2 separate regions of the Oryzias latipes genome follow, and region 2 is linked to region 1. A link is a contact called in public Hi-C data. All regions are on one chromosome and are shown on one strand. Each heading gives the region's core, a stretch centred on a gene start, on an enhancer-like site or on the middle of the called end of the contact. The rest is flanking DNA. Distances are from core to core; before and after follow the strand shown. Region 1 holds the start of rnf217 (probable E3 ubiquitin-protein ligase RNF217). Region 2 holds the start of LOC101170142.

What was found. A called contact is a pair of places that touch in the nucleus more often than the background predicts.
Region 2: a contact with region 1 is called in a Hi-C map of fibroblasts, with 2.7 times the contacts expected there. The contact joins the promoter of LOC101170142 here to the promoter of rnf217 in region 1. A contact is called at or near these places in 3 of 5 Hi-C or Micro-C datasets (embryo and fibroblasts).

The regions. Positions count from the first base shown.
Region 1 is chr24:15,658,374-15,665,901 of ASM223467v1, forward strand. It overlaps rnf217 (probable E3 ubiquitin-protein ligase RNF217), which reads right to left and starts at 3,384. Exons shown (of 7, transcript XM_004083852.4): 1 at 2,221-3,384. The coding sequence starts at 3,159. It overlaps nkain2 (sodium/potassium-transporting ATPase subunit beta-1-interacting protein 2), which reads right to left. Exons shown (of 8, transcript XM_004083732.4): 8 at 5,731-7,528.
Region 2 is chr24:15,794,648-15,802,175 of ASM223467v1, forward strand. It overlaps LOC101170142, which reads left to right and starts at 4,367. Exons shown (of 21, transcript XM_023952777.1): 1 at 4,367-4,538; 2 at 4,963-5,031; 3 at 5,271-5,392; 4 at 5,488-5,548; 5 at 5,633-5,779; 6 at 7,068-7,151; 7 at 7,430-7,528. The coding sequence starts at 4,971.

The DNA of each region.
Region 1 (7,528 bases), core at 2,134-4,633:
GTGGAAAGATGTTTAAAAATACGGTTGAGTGCACACAAAAAAAATCTCAAAGGTACGAAAAATAACACAGAAACTAGAATACAAGCCTAAAATAAGATGACGTCTGCGGTTTCCCAGGTCTTGTAGTCTTCTAAAATAGTCTTCATGGATACTGTTTGCTCCCCATTAATAGGTTTTTGAATTTTTTCCATCCGACCAGTTAAAAATGTGCACTAAGACTAAATTTGACATTTTTTTAAGCTTACAACTCATTAATCTGCACTCTTTATGCAGCCTCCACCAGCCTCAGAGGGTTTGAGTTCCTGTCTCTTTAAGAACTTTTTTTCCCCAGAAGTCTCACTTTTGTCCAAGTTGTTGGCTTAACGAAAGAATGTATCAAGAGAGCAAGCAGTGATTTCTCTTTTCAAATGCAATATGTCTAACTACATCTGATCAAAAGTGTTTCAATGTGATTTAAACTTGAGCAAATAAAGAAAAAAAATCTTTGCGACAATGTCTTGATGGGTAGTTTCAGTTATAGCAGATTGCTATATTTAGGTCGGTTAACATCTATAAATATGGTGATTTCACTAAACAGCAGGCTTAAGTGGGGAAAGGGGTGTCAGGAAAAACCAAAGCTTCCCTTAAAATGATGTCAGCCAGGCAGAAAACAGATTTTTTTTAAAAAGCAAACAGACTGAGAACAAGCTGAGGAGAATAACCTCAACATGCATTAAGCTACAAAGAGGTCAAGTGTTTACCCTAAAATAAAGATCAGTATCATGATTTTTAATGTAAAGGCTTGTTGATAATAATCTCTAAAGATGTTCTGAAGTTAAATTTGCAGTACAATGGGAGAAAAACCATCCACCTACACCAGATTATTTCCATGTCTTTTTTTCTCCCCCTCCATTTTCAACCAGCTTATCTCTGTGACAGTAACATTGCTCGGGGAACTAGACTGTAGCAACAAAAAATGCATTTTAAGACTTTATCTTTTGTAAATTTAATACAGCGTTCCACCTTTAGTTTAATTCTGGTAATATTAACATAGGGTAGTCGGGTCAAAATGACCCTGCTTATTAATAATTGGGATTTTTCCATTGCCTGTGTAAGAGAACTGGACAAAGTGAGAGTGTCATCATCCTTCAAAGAAAAATGAACGGCTTACTTCTGGCACCAGCCCTTTTTTCTCCCACTGGAGATATTGTCAGTTTAGGTAGCCATTGGTCTGAATTGGTCTGAATCATTGTTTCTGTGACTCTTGCCAATCAGGGGTAAGCTTGTTGGAAGTCCATACCCCTACCAGTGGAAAGCAGGCTTGGGGGTATCTGTCAATCAAACATTTTGAACATTCAACATGGAGGCCAGCAGGCACCACCTACCTTATTTTTTGGAGTATACATCGCTGTTTTTTTTGCATGGTTTTTTAACTTACAGTATATGTGGTTTTTAAAAAACAATTGCTAGAGGGCTCTGTGGGCGTGTCTTGGTATTAACTGACAGAAACGCCGCTCAGTCTCACGCCGAGCGTTCCAAAGCGACACAGAGGATGAAAAATTCAATGGAGTTTGACATTTAATGCGTTTAGTTGACTTGTTAGCATGTTTTGCTATGCTTATCTGTTTTTTTCTTTTTTATCATGGATTTTCAGCTGCTTTGACTTGTAGTCCAAAGCAACTTGTAGTCGGAAAATTACTGTTCTTTTATTGAGACATCTGATCGGTCAGTTTATACCTTGAATAACGTGAACTACAGAAAAAAATATTATGAAAAAGGTTAGGATTAGCAAGAGCCGGTGGGTAATTCCTTGCAGGAGTCCAGTTACACAGTCATGGATTTTTTCTTGTTTTCTGCTGTCAATCCTTCAATTATTGTAGCAACAATACAAGAATTGTATTGTATAAGAATTGCTGAACAATTACTTTTGTTTTAGCCAACTATCTCATAAACTATTGTTACATAAAGCATTCCTGCCAGATCTTTTTGTTTGTTTGTTTTGGAGCCATGACGTAGAATCTCAGAAAAAATACCCATCACAAGACAGAACCTGCAGGTATTGGCCTAAAATATTCTTATATGACATAAAGTTTTAGTTTCTTAAGTGAAGTGGTGTTCTGCTGAGTGGATGACACATATTCCATAACTTAAGAACAGACAGACGTAATGGGGACAATGGGAAATGTGCTGCAGAGCACCATCCATGCAAACAGCTGTGCACACCTGCGCTGTCCCACCAACCTGGGAGCTGACGTAGAGCTTCAGACACGCGTCACACACGGCCTTCCCGCAGCAAGGCAGGGAAGCGATAGATTTCTCCTCCAGACACACCCGGCAATTCTGCATCAACGTGCCCGCCTCGACCTGCTCCCTGTACAGCCACTGGGAGATGTCCTCGAACGGGTCCACCAGGTCGTCCAGCGAGTAGAGCTCCGGCTCCGGGCTCGGGCTGGCCACCTGTCCCGTTTCCAGGTCAATCTGCGTGGCGTCACCGCGGCGGTCCGTGCTTTCAGCGCGTGCTTGATGACGGTCGTTCTCGATGCAGTAAACAGTGCAGTAGACGTGCTCTTTGGCCTTAAAGGGCTCCCCTGAAGAAGTGACTGCGTTGCTGCCGCTGTCGCATGCATGCTGGCACTCCGCTGTCACACTCTCAACTCTCCGCACAATAGAAGTCAAGTCGCTCGAGGTCTGTTCGTTTTTAGAGCCAGGTTGTCTCGTTTCCCCGTCTGAGTTTTTACACTCCTCATTTTCAGCTCCACTCTCAGCTGTAATGTCGGTTTTCGCGCTTCCTTGTTCGGCGTCGCGCTGCATCCGACTGTGTGCACCTAGAAGGGCCGGACGTTGTTTAAAATCCCCCAAATTCCTCCTCGGTATTTCGACAGCGCTCGCCCTCCTCCTCGCTCTTCCTACGCCGTTGCAGTTGTTGTTGTTGTTGCCCTCCGTATCCTTCACCTCTCTGCGGCTCCTCTCCTCCGGGTCCCCGTCGTCCTCATCGAGACACAACCGGGAGCTTGACCTACTGACTCGGACGCTCGACGACCTCACCTGCCGCTTAACTTTGACGTCCCTAAAGGAAGTTTCTGTTGGTAAGTTGCGGGACAATTTCTTCCTCGCGTCGTCATAACCGCTGATAAACCTCGGCATGGTACAAGCTCGAGCAACCGGTGAGTCATCTTCCATCCCCTATGTGGCTCTCCCCATGCGCGAGCGGGTCTGCCCTGGGCGGACCTCTCACTGCTCGCCTGCCGTCAACCCAACTCCCGCAACCAAAACAAAACAAAATACACAGCCACTTCCGGGTGTTGACGTAAGCAAACGGGAGAGCTGTGATAGGACGACGGGGGATGCCCCTCCCCTTCCCCCATCAGCGCTACAAACCTAACATTATTTTTAGCTTAAATAATTACATTTTGGGTGTCAAAGATGAGTAAATACAAGTATATAAAAAGTATTCAAGCATAAATGTCAGAATAAAATTTTTTTTAGGTAAATTTGTGCATTGTTTCTTTTTCCTTTTTCCTGATTCCTGTTGAAATTATCTGGACCAAACTGGATGTTGTGGAATACAATGTATTATAACAACTATATTAATTATATTTTCTTTCTTTATGAATCATTTGACATTTTTGTCCTTTTTGCTGTTTCTGCATAACATCCTTACACAACTAAATTTGTAAACTGGAGCTGTTCAAATAAACCTAATGGAAATCATATCAGGCAATACATCTGCTGGTCAATCTATTACCCAGTACACGAGTAGTTCTTTCACTTGTTAATTTTATACTTAATTAGGACAACTTTAATTAATTTGATTTTAAAGTAAGGCTAATCTTACTTGAAAAAAACGTATAAATGTTTGGCTTCAGAGGATTTTGCAACCGAATGGGCAGTCAAATTCAGAGGAGTTCATTGAAAATGCAATCACTTTCCAAACTGGTTTTTCAACAGTGAGAGTGTAATGTTAATCCACTGTTTAGATTCCTTTCATCCTGATCTGTGTTTCCATAGTAACCGAAGCTTGGACCAGCTCCAGATTCCTGACTGAATTAGGATTTACGAGTGTCTCATTAGGTCAGCTTTGGCGGCTCAGGTTTCATGATAGGAAAACAGGGCAGGTTGACCCCTAACAGCTTTTTTCCTCCTTCCTTACTCCAAAAACAAATTAAGCAAAACTTTTAGTCTCTTATATCTTAAATGCTCAGCAAGTGTCAGCTTTTTGATTTTGATAATACTTTTTAAAGTCATCCTATGTAAAATAATATTTTATAAGCAACAAGCACAAATCTCTCACATAAAAAAAACGCTTAAAAGTTTAGCCTTATAACTTTTCTGCAGTTTGAATTCATGTGTTGTTATTTAAAATGATCAACATAAACTGTTTAGAAGTACATTTACAGGAAATATTTTTTTGTCAGATGTTAGTCTAAACCAGGGGTCTCCAACCTTAGGCTCTGGAGCCACATGCAGCTCCTTTATCCCTCTATTGTGGTTCTTTGGCTTTGAGGAAAAATCTGGACGGTATTTAAAATAATAATAATAGTTTTGGTTAGTTTGTTTTAGTTAATTAAATGTAGTCATTTATATACAGATTTTTAACATGCCGTAAAACAGAAAATAACGACGGTAAAAGGTTTAATCCGACTATGAGAGTGGTTGACTATTAAAATAGGCTTAACACACTTTCTGACCTTCTGCTCCACATCAGTGTCTAGTTGCTGTTTAGAGGCAGAGTTTTTAAACTATAAAATGGCATTTACATATTTAAATTTTATATATAAAAAAAGGTATACTACACCAACGTTGTCATGCTTACATTTGAGGAGAAAAAGGATGACATTGCGTCAAAGTTATAATAGTAGAAAATGCCATGATTCACTAAACTTTAGTTTTTATTCAAGTAAATCTGCTGCAGCATACAGATTTATTTGACACACAGGATGAATTTTATTTTGAAAGGAACTTGAATGTGCTGCTGTCACTAATAAAAACAAGTTAAAATTCTTAAATATAGAAAGATATCACACTGTTATAATTTAATTATTGTAAATATTTAAAGCCATATTTTATGAATGAATGGCTTAATGGCCTCAAAAACATTTAATAAAGTGTATTTTTCTTGATGGTGTAGTGAGACTTTGTAGATCTCATGGTTTTGCGCAGTAAGAAACTGGCAGAAACCTGGTTGGTCGAAACTGTGTTGGCAAATAAGGATAAAATTTAAATTCACGTCTTCCCATTCTGCTCTTAGAGCAACAAAGCTTACTCGGATTAACATCATTTTTACATCACCAGGCATCACTTGATGCATAGCGGCGGAATTTCTTTGCATCACTCTGGCAACCATTTTATTACCCTTATATTTCCAGCCTTAAATGTTTTTTTTATACTTTTTTCACTCAAAAATATGTCAACTTTGAGTTTAAATTACCTCAAGGATGCAACCATGTGAATTCTAACAACAATTTTCTCCCTCAGCATGTTTGTCACTAATTGGTAAAACATTTTACTCTGACACTTATTGAAATTGCAGCTTTATGTTCACATTTGAGCATTTAAAGATGAAATAAAAATGCCAACAATCTGGATATTGGTGAAACAGAATTCAGACCTCCATTGACCGTAGAAGAAAACTCTATTTAAAAAAAAAATCCCCATTGCCTGGGAAATAAAATTGAAAAGTTCTGTAAACATGCAACTCAGAATTTGTCACTGTAATTAAAAAAAACAAATCAAAAAGAGAAGACAGCAGCCTTTCCACCTTAACTCTACTTTAATCCCAGCTCTCTTCATACAGTCACCTGCAGGAGAAACTATTGTACATAGATGGTTGGCGTCAGCTGTAAACCAAAATTCAGTCACTCCAGAGCTACAGAATTACTGGATATGCTGGCATAAAGTCACATTGATGCATTAACTTACAGTCAGTGCTACACTGATTTGTGATTATTGCAAAACCTGTAAATTGTAGATCACTTCTTTCTTCTTCCTTCAGCTCTATGGGATAAATCTACTGACAACTCAACAGAACCAGGCTCGCCTGTGTCTTCTGGTGGATTGACTGTAAGCTCTGGAGGTGCTCATGTGCAAAACTTCGTACCTTTACTTTAAATAAAAAGTGTAAACAATATCTACAAAAGTTAATTGTTGACCAACCATGACCTAGACAGAAAAACCACAAATAACTTTTTTTTTCTCTAACCACATCATTTACTCACCAAAAAATAAATCCATAAAGAAAATCTGTGAGCAATACTAAGTAGCACTTTACAACTTCAATTGCATTTCAGAGGCTAAGTAGGTCCTGCAAATCATCAGCCCTGTGGTGGTTAATCATCTACACATGTGCAGACCTCTGTGAAGGCAGAGGGTTTGTCTGGAGCTTTAGGTTTAAATCAACACAATAACGACGAGGCGCGTCTAATACAACTGCTGCTATTATCAGTCAGGAAAGGGTCATAAATCCACCACTTTCAAACAATTTGGAGTCCACAGGTGGATATAGTCAGACCTTTTAGGTTAACTTATGCAGATCCAGCAGGTCTCATTCCATATCTTGAAGGCCATGACAGCAGAATTTAAAGCAAGAAAAAGTCTCTGGTGTCTAAGCAGATTATTAAAATCCATCACTTATTGAACAACTAGAGGAGTTTGACTTCAATGCTTTTAGCAGAAACCCAAACACAGCAGGTAAACAGAACCACTTGATACTTATCAGTACCAAGCACGGCAGTGGAAGGGTAATGACGCGGGATTTTCTTGCAGCCACTACAGGACCCAAGTTATGAAAGTTGACTACAAGTTCCCTGCATATTTACATGTCTTCCACTGAGAAATGTGAAGCACAAAAGGTTTCTCAAATTTGCAGAAAGATATAGATCTGAAGAACAGCTGTAAATACACAAGTCGGACCAAAACAGAAGAGAATTAAGGTTTTCTGACCCGTAATTAAAATCCAGACAGCTTTGGTGGGCTGTGCAGAAGCAAATCATATAAAAGAAGCAGAAGGGAATTAAAAACAAAACAAAACAAAGAAACACCACCAAAACCTGCACAAGAGGCTGAGAATACTTCAATTAACCAGCTTTTGAAGGGTGGAGGTACTTTGTATTGCCCACATTTCTTTTTCAAAATTGCTCTATTTTCTGAGCTGTCCAGGTAAAGATGTGCATTTGCTCTTTGCTAGCTGAGAATGGCTCCAGAGCCCCCTTTAACCCTGTACTCAGAATTAAGAATAGATAATGAATGCCTGGATGCTTCCCTTTTGGTTTACCGAGTTAGAAAAAAATGACATTTGTTGTTTTCAATTTGAGGTTGCATTAATGCTTTTAAATCATTTTTGTAACATAAAAAAACTAGACGTAGGAATGAAAGATTAACTACCTGACATATTTTTTAAAAAGGTCGTTTTTAGAGTCAGTTTTACTAAATGGTAAATGTTTGTAAGGGATCAGCACACACCATGGTTTGCTGTACAGGTCCACCAAACCAGAAAACTATCATCCTATCCCTCAATATCACTTGGTTTTATCAATATTTTCTAATGTACCCG
Region 2 (7,528 bases), core at 3,117-5,616, 140 kb after region 1:
AGTTTAGTTGATTGCTCCAAACGTCAGCTTTTTGACTCTTCTTTAGTTCTACTCTGAAGGTTCTGCAGCAGGTTTACACCTTATGCTGCCATCCAGCACAAGATGCTGCTGCAGCATCACTCGACTCCCCTCAGTCCTTAATGTTTCTTACATCCAGAGCAGCCCCACCCCAACAGGTCTTTCTGTTCCACTATAGCCTCTTCAAAACTGATGATGAATGAAAATTCACCAGAGTTGCACATGTCAGCCCAAAATCTGAATTCTGTCTGTTACCTGACACTCAGCTTTTCTCTCCCAACAGCAGGCTAATGACTGGCTCCTCTGGCATTTGGTAACATCATCAGCACTTTCAATTTAAAATAAATAAATAAAAATTGCCATTAGTGACCAAAAACTCACACTGAATCCTAAAATTTTCATAAATTTGTCATAATTTACACAGAAAAAGATGAGAAGAAACCTAATATGTTTTAGAGGGATTAATAGAAAGGAAGGGATCTGAATAACAACAACACGATTAAACTATTTTGTCAGCCCATCAAAATGAAAGAATGACTAAAACATTTTTAAAAGGAGCGGTGGAGTGGGACCAAAAAACAGGAAGTTCAAAGATCTGTTTTGACACCAAAATATGTGATTCATAGAAGCTTGAAAATATGACTTTAGGAAAAATAACAGCACAGAGAGCTCTTATGCAAATGATTTTCTTTGAAGAAAATATTTAAAGATTGAAATCCTAACATTATTTCTCAATGTCAACAAGTCTCGGGGGTCTACTTTCAATTAACTGATGACTCATTTAAATCATTAGGCGTCCCTGATTGGGAACTCTTCCCTACAGAGAATCCCGACTCCCAAGGCTCCACTTTCTCATTTTGTGCACTCAAAAATATCAGGCTGACTTTTATGATACTTGGAAAGGAGGTGACGCATGGCCAAACTCAAGGCTTATTTCATTTAGCTGTAGATGGAAATAATTTTTTATGAAAATTGAGGTAAGGCTTTTAGAGAACAAAATTATGAAGAGGCTGGAACTGTTTAAACTGAATGTAAGCCAAATTTAAAGACCCTCTGTGAATGAAAATTGAGTTTCTGGTGTTCTTAACATGTTCTTGTGTAATTTTTCTGATGATGGAGGACATATGTAAAGAAAATTTAGCTTAAAATTGCATATCTGAGTATTTCTTCATTCAAATAGTTGTGAATCAGGAGCAGACAAAAAAAATGCTGTTTGAAAAAGATCGAATTTGTGACGTAGAAAATATGCTGGGCGAATCACAAACGACCTACATTCCACTCTGCAACAGAGAGGGGAAGAGGGGTGGGGTTGCTCTGCACCAGTAGTCCCACCCACAACTCAGAGGTGAAATTTTAATGAACTCCTGCTGCTCTGCTGAAACTGACACAAGTTTTTTTTTACATTTTGGTTAAAAATGGCATAATCATAATTAAAAGACCACTGGGAACGCTTTCAAAATAAATCAAAAGAGGCATTTGTCCATCAAAATGCAATGTGTCTAAATCCCCACATCCACATTGATTACATTCAAACTCTACTCTAATATATGCTGAAACAGGGATGACAGGAAAACATAAGAGCAGGTTGTGTTTATCTAAAAGCACAAATGTGCAGCAGCACATCACGGGATAACCATCTTTGTATTGTCACTTCATAAATCAATGAAAAAAGCTGATCACTGATGAATTTGCCGTCTCACCACTTTCAGCAATGCCATTAACAAACCAATCTTTGTAGCTCAAGAATCAATATTTCCATCTTTTCTTGCTCCATCTGGAAGCTAAAAAAACGATGGGGAGTGACAGGAGGATGAAGAGGCATGATATAACTTCCAAAGTTAGTTTTTGTCTAGGCCTGAGCACGCTCCACAAACACAGGATCTTCCCATCCTGGGCACCGTACTGTCACCTGACCACAAATGAGGTCCAGAAAAGGTCATCTCTGTTTTTCTTGTGCTGCATTATTTGCGTCCCCATTCCACTTCAAGTCAAAGGATAGGGAGCCCTGCTTTATAACAAGCAAAGAAATAAGAAGAAGAAAGATAGAAAAAAAGGAATGTCTCCCATTTATTCAGACAAATTCAAGCAATCTCGTTTTCTAATAAAGCTGTCATATTTGCATCGGGTGACTTACACTCACCATTGTTTTAATTTAGTTCCTGTCAAACCTTTTGATTTATGAATGCATTATAATTGAGAGCAACATCTACGACAGTTAGCAAGTGTGTGTATATGAAATCTACAGAGCCTTTTAACTGAATCCCTCTATGATAAAAACATAGCAGTTAGCGATAGTTGTGATGTAAAGAGGAATGGATCAATGGGAATTTTTTTATTGGTTTCCATTTTTGGAGATGCCTCTAATCTGTCCCTTGAAGGCTGTCAACATGCGTGTTTTGTTTTCCATCTTTGTCATGTTTATTCTGAATGTTAAAGGTCAACATCCTCTCTTTTTTAAGCTGTTAAAATAAGAAGAGGGGATTTCCTTCTGCAGCTGTCCTAACAATCTTTTTTTCTGTTTTTTCTATAGTTTGACTCCCTTTTGCAAAAAGACTCACTGCTATTGTATAAATAATAAAATATCTAACTTAAATGTGTAAAGTCTAAATTATAACACTTTCAAATTATTTTTAACTCAGATTTTATTGCAAAATGACCCAAAACATTACCATCAGGCTACAAAACTGCCTAAATGCTCCTGTGAAGAATACACAAAAACAGAACAGTTATGAAAAGGAAATGTCAAAGGTTTTCTGAAAAGATTCCCACATTGCAAAACATGGAAATACAACTACATTTCTTACAACTGAGAGTCCGCCTGATGGTGCATATGTGACCAACAGTTGGTGAAAAAAACAAACCATGGCACCATGACAGTGAAAAAGACCTTCAACTTGGAAACAAAAAAAGTGGGAGGAAGAAAAATCAGAGAAAAATAGGCCACATTAAATACATGGATTTATCTTAAAAAAGATAAGGGACTTTAAAAGTGAAAAGAAAACAGAAATACATGGAAAAAGTAAGCTGAGCCTTAATTCACCAAAGCCTGAGTGTCCTTTTGTGTCCTGGAGTCATTTTTTAAGGAACTTTGCAATGAAGCAGATCTGTTCACCCTATTGATTTTTGTTGAGATTGCTTGATCTGACAACCTGATCAGCAAAACTTTTGTTTACTTTTATCCATTATCACACAATGAGCTGTAATGAAAAGTAGCCTTTAAGCTTTGAACCTACAGGAGATGCTTTTTTCTCTTAAAGATTTTCCATTAAATCCTATTGATTAGAGTCCACACAGCTTTAGCCTTTGCTCTATTTTTGACCTTTTCATAAAGCTGGAGCTGTAGACTTGGTGAGTCAAACCGCAAGGTTAGATACTTGTAGAAAGCTGGACATCACTTTTTTTTTATATTCTCTTACTTTTCTTGCTACTAGATGACTCCTTAATAGATTGTGTTTTATCACACACCTCTGAAATCACCTTGATGTTTGTAATCCAGTCCAACAAGGAGGATCAAGATGTCAGTTTGAATTAACCGTTGGCTCCGTCTCAAAATTCTCAGAAGCCCTGGCTGGCCTCCAGAAGTGGCCCGAAGCCAGATCGGCTACTGAACTTCTCTATTAAAGTTTCTGCATTTACTGGAAGCATCCCAAAGACTTCTGGTACCTGATTACCATCTTCTGGCCAAAGCTGGGCACTACTCCAACGGAATATAATGATACCAGGAATGCATTCACTCATTAAAGTCCAACAGACTGAACTGTCACACACTTCATCTGCACACTGAAATATTTATCATTGTTTTTGTGTTCTCTCGGAGGTGCCACTGAAAACACCCCCTAGATACAAATCAAAGGGATCTCAGCTGATGTTCAGCTGTTGCAGTAGGAGTCTTTGAATGTTTTCGCTGAGAGTGTTGTTACCCTCAGACGCATACACATGAAACTCGGCTTTCTTCCTCCATCAAAGGCTCAGCGAGGGAGACTGAGCTGAGCCACAGGGAGCTGTCTTTCTCCTGCAGAAAGTCTGACATAGGAGAAGAACACTTCTGTCTGCAGACAGGCTGAGAGGAAGTTCGCTTTCACACAGCTTTGCACACAGAGCTGCTTCATGTTTTGGGACTAAGCAGTTTGCTGTTCTTGGTTTCAGGGTATGTTTTTTCTCCCCCTTCATTTATCCCCTTTTTTTTGTAAATTGGAAAACTCTGCTTTTCTGGGTTGAAAAAATAACTATTAGTCCAGATGTTGCAACCTTTAGTATTCTGTTTCAACCAGAGTGTTCACATTGTAACGGTAGATGCCAGAGTGAGTCTGACAGTGGTGCAAGTGAGTCAGAACCTGAACGGTGCTGCACCCTGCTGGCTTTGCAGGGGGAACATGCCGTGCTGTTTCTGGCTGAACTCTGAAACTGAGGGGCCGCAAGCTACTTATAGCTTTAGCTGCGGAGCTGGGGGTCCCAGCGTGAAGGTCATAACAAGCCCACAGAAGCAACAAGGCAAACTCTGGTCAGTGTTCCTGTTTAAGGCAAGTTTCTCCTCTTTTGAGCTGTGAAAAATGTCATTACTTTTAGTGCTCAGTACAAAGACCTACTGTTTGTGCAGCTTTACAGGCTTGAAGATGTCCTTTACTTTCATTTTGCATGAAGCACAACTGCATAGTAGCAGACATAAACTGTAAAATGTCTTTAAAAATTAAAAATAAGATGTTTTTGCAACAAATACCCTTACAGATGAACAAATAATAAAAACATTTATCATGAAACCACTAAGTACTTGTAAGCAATGCATAAAATGACTGACGACTAATTTGAATTATAGAAATTATTTTCAGTTGTTTACATTGTGAAGGCTTCACTGTGTTTTAAAGACTTTTGTGACACCGGAGCATTTTTGAATTAGAAATATGTACATATACCTGACTATTAATTTTATTATTGTCTTTTCTTTAGGAAAAGTCATGTTTGTTTTACTCAGGAAAATAAGGCGGGCAAGTGAAACAGCTGCCTCTGTCCTACAAAGTAGGTGACCGATTCCCAATGTGTGAAATAACTGCAAAAATAGCTTCTGCCGTCAATCTATTCGTTTCAGCTCTTTTTAATCAAAGATAAACAGAAAAGCTCAAAAAGTAATGCTGTGACTAAATTCATTTGTTAGTTTTTTTACTTTTAAGGATAAAAACTATTACAAATTTTAGTATGAACAGAGAAATGCTATTTGTTACGCAGAAATTCTTTTGCTAACTCCGCTGCTTCACCAGGAGCAGATTTCTGCAGCGATTCAGAAATCCGCTCACTGACCAGAGAAGACCTGCATGAGCTGTTTCCTGGAGCAGAGAATCTGAAGCTGAGGAGGACAATCTTCAGGATAATACACAAAAAGGTGAGCAAAAGAGATCTGGAACTGCACCGGAGGCCTCAAATGATTCATCCGTATCATTATTTCAGTTTTGATTGAATTCTCTTTATTCTGCTCAGAAACCACTCAACAGTCTTCTGAGGGAACTCAAAAGTTTAATTTCGCATACTACTTTAAATGGTAATATTTTTCTCTAAACACACAGTTTTAAAATATCTGTGATTATCTGTTATTCTAACTATATGCCTCGTGTTTTTTTTCCAGCTGCACCATCTAAAAACACGGTTTTGACTGACTACCTCCATGTCCTGAGGAATCTGCAGACTCAACTAAATCATGTTCAGAGTTTTCTGGAAGCTCATATTGGTCTGCTGGAGGACATCAGAAAAACTCAGGTGGAGCAGGAACAAGGTGCTATAGGATTTAAATGCAACACTCACATCATGATGGTCCCGCTTCCGTGCTTGGGTGTTTGCTGCAGCAATAGTGTTGAGAGAAAAGATAAATGCTTCAATAAATGATGAGTCCTTCATCAGTTTTAGCTGATGCTGATAGCCTTTTTTAACAATTGGAGAACGTGAAAGCGTTATACAACGCCACCAGCATCTGGCAATATTAAGAAGAAGCAGGTCTAAGAGGGAGGAGCTTAACTGAATTGCTGGGAAGGCGCTCGTCGTAACAGACTTGGAGGTTATCTTTTTACCAATAGACAAGCATAGAAACATCCAGCTGCTGGTTGTTGATGGAACAGATGTTACATTTCCCAATAGTAAGAGTTTCATTAACATTCTGGCTCAGCAAATTCTGCTCTGTTGTTTTATTGGTTGAAGTTCGCTTGTTAGGGGTGGTGATAGATTATACGTTCACCACATCAGCTGGTGAGAGCCTTTTCTTTTTTTTTTTGCCCCAAACAAATTTTAACCGTGACTTTATAGATGAGTTTGTCAGGTTACACCAGATGTCAGGTTACACCAGATGCATCACAACTGCAGGGTATTCCATATCATCGCAGATCTCTTTGTTTGTTTCAATTCATTTCCACTAGTTGAAATGATGCATTATAGCAGAGATTAATGACTGAAAATGTTTACGGAAAAAGCAAAACATAAAGAGAGTTCATGGCAGGCTTTTGTAAAACATAAATAAAATGCAGATTATCCAGAATATTTTTAAAAATACAGCCATTATGTTTTTATATTGAGGTAAAATGCAAAAAGAAATACAGTAACATAGTTGTATTTATTTAATTATTTATTTTCAAAAGCATTGCTTGTCACTTTATGAAATTTATGTCACAATAACTGAGGAATGAACTTGGAAAATGTTGAAATTTTAGAGTGAATTTTTTGCATTAGTAGTAACTCTAGCAGTAACTCTCTTCATTTTGTAAATGTTCTTTATTAATTATTATAAAAGTGATTTAATTATAATCCCACATTAAAGGGTATTTTATTTGTAAGATGTTTTATCAACTTATCTGCTGTGAATGTAAAAAATGTGGCACAAAATAAAAAATAAGGACTTGATAGTAAAGATGAGCAGAAAGAGGGCTGTTGGACAGACTGAAGGCCCAGGAGAGGTTGAGTGATGAACTGTGAGAGGCTCTGAAATGACTAGAGACTGTCTGTGGAGGCAAACTGCTGAAGCAGAAATGAGCAAATTTGACAAATCATGACAGCATCATGTCATTGCTTTGAAGGGGATTTGCCAGAAACAAGCAGCTCTGCCGCCTGCATCCAAACGCACCGCCACCCCAGCCAAGCTGATGTCCACCCGGCTCAATGTAATTCTATGACTAACTTTATTTTTCTTTGCCACTTTGAAGTCATAGTTTTATTTCATTTTGAACCTCTAAAATATTGGTAGCTTGCTTGAGAGGCTGATGTTAAAAATGTGTTTATCTTTTTGTTTAGGTTCTAAAATTTGTGCACAGAAAGAAAGCTATGTAAAAATATCTACGGAAATGTTCAATAGATTAAATTAAAAAAAAACATAATTGGACAAAACATAAAATATCTCTGCTGATGGTATCATGCTGATGGTCTGTCTCTGTTGACACAGTGATGTACCAGATGATAGTCAGTGGTCGAACCTGGGATGCCCATCTTCAGCTGATGACCAAGGTCCAGGCTCACCTTCAGGATCGTGTTCAGCTCGTTT